Linked DNA regions of Sus scrofa: region 2 is linked to region 1. The links are chromatin contacts, called in public Hi-C maps. All regions are on one chromosome and are shown on one strand. Each heading gives the region's core, a stretch centred on a gene start, on an enhancer-like site or on the middle of the called end of the contact. The rest is flanking DNA. Distances are from core to core; before and after follow the strand shown. Region 1 holds the start of ASXL1 (putative Polycomb group protein ASXL1). Region 2 holds the start of MAPRE1 (microtubule associated protein RP/EB family member 1).

What was found. Hi-C and Micro-C count contacts between places; a contact is called where the count stands out from the background.
Region 2: a contact with region 1 is called in a Hi-C map of heart right ventricle, with 3 times the contacts expected there. The contact joins the promoter of MAPRE1 here to the promoter of ASXL1 in region 1. A contact is called at or near these places in 1 of 47 Hi-C or Micro-C datasets (heart right ventricle) and 1 of 2 datasets of contacts at active chromatin or transcription factors (alveolar macrophages).

What each region holds. Positions count from the first base shown.
Region 1 is chr17:35,984,681-35,987,316 of Sscrofa11.1, reverse strand. ASXL1 (putative Polycomb group protein ASXL1) reads right to left here and starts at 1,339. Exons shown (of 12, transcript XM_021077427.1): 1 at 1,213-1,339. The coding sequence starts at 1,269.
Region 2 is chr17:36,389,461-36,392,096 of Sscrofa11.1, reverse strand. MAPRE1 (microtubule associated protein RP/EB family member 1) reads right to left here and starts at 1,328. Exons shown (of 7, transcript NM_001044613.1): 1 at 1,255-1,328.

The DNA.
Region 1 (2,636 bases), core at 90-2,589:
AAAGTTGAGCTTCATTCATCATTAAAAGTGAATTATAGCAATTGCATATAAACTACAAGTTGTCGAGAGACAAGTGTGCCATCTGCACTATAACCCTGCTTTGTGATAATTCTGAGAAAGTGACATTTCTGAGACAAGTATAACCTGTTACTACTGTCATCAGCAAGATTTTATAAGAATATGTCTCAAAGTGTCTTAGCTTTGTGGGTGCAAATCCAAAAGGAAGATATTTCACTTGCAAGTCTTGTGACACTGAGAACAGAAAATTCACAACCTCCCTCACCAGACAGCTCCAAATACTCAAATTACTCTCTCCTTTGCTAAGTCCTCAGTAAGCAGTATCTTCAGAGACACTTAGTCTTTGTCCAACACTGCATGTATACATGCACCAGGACAACAAGGAATAGAGAACACACAGATACATTCTTTGCAAAGTGTACTTAGTTCTCTGCAGAATGCCTATGTCCAGACTTATGAAGTCCAGTCAGCAGTTCTCAAAGTGTGGTCGGTGGGCCACCTGCATTACAACCAACCTGGGTAGCTGGTTAAAATGAACATACTCAGGCTCTACTTCAGAATCTAAGACTCAAAAGGTCTTAGGTAGGACCCTAAGATGAGTATTCATTAACAACCTCCCCAGGTGTCCCCACAGGACACTAAAGTTTGAGAACCACAGCTCAGGGTTCAAGCTGGGAGTAAGCATTTGTTTCCCTCCACACACCTGGTTTAGATTTCGAAATCTCAAAATGCCACTCGCGTCCTTGAAACTGGGGGCTCTTTCCCACCCCCGGAGTCAAACGCACTACCCCACTGCCCACCAGGAAGCGAGGGAGGAGCTTCCGACCTTTCCCGGAAACCTAACTCCCCCGGGTGCACAAACGAAGCTTCCCCAGACCCCCGAGATACTGCCAAATAGTGGGGGAGGGGTGGCTGAGGCCCCGCCGCCCGGAGAGGGAGGAGCCGGCCAGCCAGCTCGCCCCTCCGCAGGAATTTGGGGGGGGGGGAAGCGTGCAGAAAAAGGCGCCACATCCGACCCGGCGGGGGACCTCTCCCCACCGAACGCCTTGGGGGGGGACTGTCCCGTTCCCGAGTGGCCCGCCCCCTCCTGCGGTGGGCAGGGCTTTCACCCCTCCCCCTCCCGGTGGGGGGGTGCCCGCCCAACCCACCCTCCACACGCCCCCCCACCAAGCCCCCCTCTGCCGCCCGCCTCACCAGGCGCGCGGCCTCGGCCCACGTGCGCTCCTTCTTCCTCTTCTGTTTGTCCTTCATCCTCCTCCTCCCCGGCGGCGGCGGCGGCGGCGGCGGCTCCACGCGGGACCTCCGGGCGGGGTGGGCTAGGGCGGCGGCGGCGGCGCGGGGCTGGGGCGGCGGCGGCGGCGGCGGCGGCGGCGGCAGCAGCAGCGGGGGGCGCGTGGCGGCGGCGGCGCGCGAGGACTCGGGTGCGGCCGGGGAGAAGGGGCGGGCGCGCTGGGGACCGGCTGGCGCGAGACCCGGCGCGAGGACGGCGGTGGGGGAGGGGTGGCGGCTCCACGCGCCCGCGCTGCGTCAGTCGCCCGCGGCGGCGGTGGCGGTGGAGGCGGCGGCAGCAGTGGCCCCGCGATCGCTAAGGAATGCGGCGGCACCGCATAACCATGGGGTCAGAGGTCACAGCTCTGGCCTCCGCTTTCCCGCTCTGCTGAGGGGCCAAGACTAGACTGGCGGCGGGGCAGGAAGGCGAGACGCGGCTTTCCCTTCGGCGCCAGGGTATATGCGTGTCTGCTGTGGGTGTGTGTGAGTGTGTGTGAAGAGTGAGGAGGGGGACTGTGGGGTTTTTTTTTTTTTTTTTTTTTTGAACAAAAACAAACCGAAAAGGTGGCTGGGAGTCGTAGTCCAGGCTGCCTGTCTGGCCTCTCCCGCTCCGGAAGAATATGGCTGCTTGCAACCTTCGGACCACACTTCCCGGCGATCCCAGCGGCCCGTCTTTTCCGCCCTCCCCTCCTTTCCTCCGCCCCGCGCAGAGCTCGGTGAGGAAGGGGGAAAGACAGTCTTTCGGGGAAGGGGCTGGGTGGAGTCTCGCGAGGTGCGGGAACTGGATGGGGGCCTGAAGCATTATGGGAGGTAATGCTGGGAAGGGGCGGTGGCTGGATCCCCACCACACCACCTCCACCGTGCTAGGTTTAACCCCTTCTGCGCTTCTCTCTTGCGGGCCGTCGCGCTGTTAAGGGTGGGGATTGACAACTGGTAGCTCAACCCCCACCCCCCACTTAGTGCCTTTCTCCGCCTAAGCGATTCTCACGGACACTTCTTGTAGGTGACAAGTGACAGGACTTTCCCTTTTGGTCCTCCGCTAAATGACTCACTGCCGCATAATAATGAGACAAAAAGAAACTCATACCAGTAAAACGGTTATTTCATGATTGAGGGACCTAGACAGTTTCCCATTTCCTCCTGTGCTTTCATGCCGCTTTGTGTTTGCAGAAGCTGTATTTGCAGAAGCTGCACCCCAGCCCACAGTGTTCTTACCACCTAGTGAACTTGGTGATATGGGTGGTGTAAAGAACTTGGACTTAGGGGCCATACTTTCCAGAATGCACCTGAGGCCTTTTTTGAGGCAGTACCCTGGAGAGAACACAGAACCTGGGGTCAAACGGACCTAG
Region 2 (2,636 bases), core at 79-2,578, 400 kb before region 1:
CGACTAGGAACCATGAGATTGCAGGTTCAATCCCTGGCCTTGCTCAGTGGGTTAAGGATCCCGCGTTGCAGTGAGCTGTGGTGTAGGTCGCAGACATAGCTTGGATCCCAAGTTGCTATGACCGTGGTGTAGGCTGGCAGCTGTAGCTCCGATTAGACCCCTAGCCTGGGAACCTCCATATGCCGTGGGTACCGCCCTAGAAAAGGCAAAAAGACAAAAAAAAAAAATTCTCATTCCTGGAAGTCCCCTTGCAGAGTTAAGGATTGGGGTTGCCCCAGCTGAGGTGCAGGTCGAAACCACGGCGTGGAATCAATCCCAGTCCCGGGAAATTCCACAGGCCTCCAGTGAGGCAAAAAAAAAAAAGGATTCTCATTCCCCCATTCCCAAAATGGGGAAGAGGCCAAGCTCTGTCCTGAAGCACTCCAGGTCAGCTACGAAAGGGGCTGGAAAAGCTGTTACACTCATATCACCCTGTCACACTCTTCCCAGTAATCATATGAAATTATCTTTTCCGTGTATTAATTTTCTTATTTACTATCTTCCCACCATAATGTGGAAGCCTGGAAAGCAAGCCTTTGCTCGCCTGCTCCTGGGTGAATAGCCAGCGCTTATCACAGTGCCTAGCACCTAGTGGACGTCCAACAAATACACACGAAGAAAGCAAGAAGTCCAATGAGCTGGCTTCCGAAGGCACCGCCACAAGAGCTTTCTGATATAGGACTCTCTCTCTCCTCCCCGTTTTACAGATGAGGAAACCTGAGGCCCGGAAGGTTACAGCACCTGCTCAAGGTAGCACAGCAGGGAATTCAACACAGGTTTGAACCCAAAACCTGAACTCTTAACCCTCAAATAGCACCGTTTCCTACAATGAAGGTCCTCAGAGATGCCAGCAGGACCCACATCAACCACATACACGCGCTCTTCCCGCTCCGGCCACCCCGGAACCTCTTGCCTCCGCAGTCCAGGTTCCACCGCTCGGCCTCGGCCGCGGCCCATAAGCCCCCACGCCGCCAACAGGCAGCCCCCACTTCCGGCCCGAGGCCCCGCCCCCCCGCGGCAGTGCGGAGAGCGCGCGCCCCTCAGCCCAGCTCGCGCGCGCCGGGTCACGGCCCCGCCCTTCCCCCACCCCGCCCGAACCGCACACCCGTGAGGGAGCGGCCCGGTCGCTGTCGGCACGGCCGGCCTGCGCCTGCCTGGCCCCAGGCCCACCCGACCGCCCCCCGGCCGCCGCCCCGTGCCCGCCAGCCGGCTCACCGGCTCTCCGCGGGACCACGTCCGCTGTCCGTACCCGGCTCCGGTTCCGTCTTCGTCTAGTTCAAACCGCCCGACCCCGCCCGCTCACCCGCGCGATGACCTCACACGCACCCCCCCCGTTACGCGCCGACGTAAAGGCTCGTCATCGCCCGCTGCTCCTTTTATAGAAAGGGACTAAGCCGCGGTCGGGGGAGGAACCTGATCCTTGATCGACGGCTTAGGTGCCCAAGGGGCGGGGCGCCGGCTGCTGGGTAATGCAGCCGCGCGGTCTACCGCAACCAATGAGATTCCCACCTCGGACCAGTGTGACTCCGCCTAGAAGGCGGGATCCAGTTACAAATTCTCCACCCCAGTAGCCAAAAAAAAATTTTTACAATGAATTTCTAGAAAACCGGGTTATTGGGTAAAAAAGTAAATTGATAGACGCCTTGAGGAAAGACTTAAAAGTCACCTCAGAGACACATTCTGTGACTATTCTATGTAAAATGAACCTGAACCTCGTCCTTCTTTTTTCCACATGGTCATCTTGTTTGTTTATGCCTTTATTGTCTGCCTTTCCATGACTTTCACGGAAGCGAGGATCTACTCGGTCCTGTCCTCACTGTGTCCCTGAGCCTGATACATGGGTTCTTAGTAGAGAACTTGCTGGTTGAATTACACCCATTTTACAGAAGAGGAAACTGAGTGTCGGAGAGGTCAACTCCCCATTATCACAAAGGCTGATCCAGGTTTCGAGCTGGTTTTCTGGTAGAAATATCACTTATTCATGTGTAACAAATATTTATTTTCCCTGATCAATCAAGCCCTAGGGATTTGGTGAAGAGCAAGAGCCAGACATAGCCTCTGAGTCTCCAGTCTGGCAGGGAAGGCAGAACACATAACTAATTACACAAATCGCTGTTTAATTACAAACCAGACTTAGTGTTAGGCAGGAGTAGATGGCTGGAGTGATGACACCTGCATTTCAGGGAGTAGGTTCCTGGAGGCCCCTTCTGGGCCAGGTCTCACCCAATTTGTTGCTGAAGGGGATGGGGCTGGGAGGGGGTAGGTAAATTGTTCAGGGAAGAATGGGGTGGAGAGCTGGGGCAGGAGCTATTTATGAACCAGCCTGAGGCATTTCATTATTTTAACCACCCATACTCCTGGGTTGTCTCTCCAGTCTGCAGTGCTCCAAGAGTACAGCACGAGGAAACCTGACCTCATCAGAGCAGTGAGGAAGGATTCCAAGAGACAACATTTGCCCTAAAAGGTGAGATGTTAATCTGGCAAAAGACTTAGGGTAGGAAAAGGCAAACAAGAGGAAGCAGCAAAGGAGCCCTGGAACCAAATTATTATAGCAATGGTAGTATATTAGCAGTATAATGAATTGATACAAAGTAGGG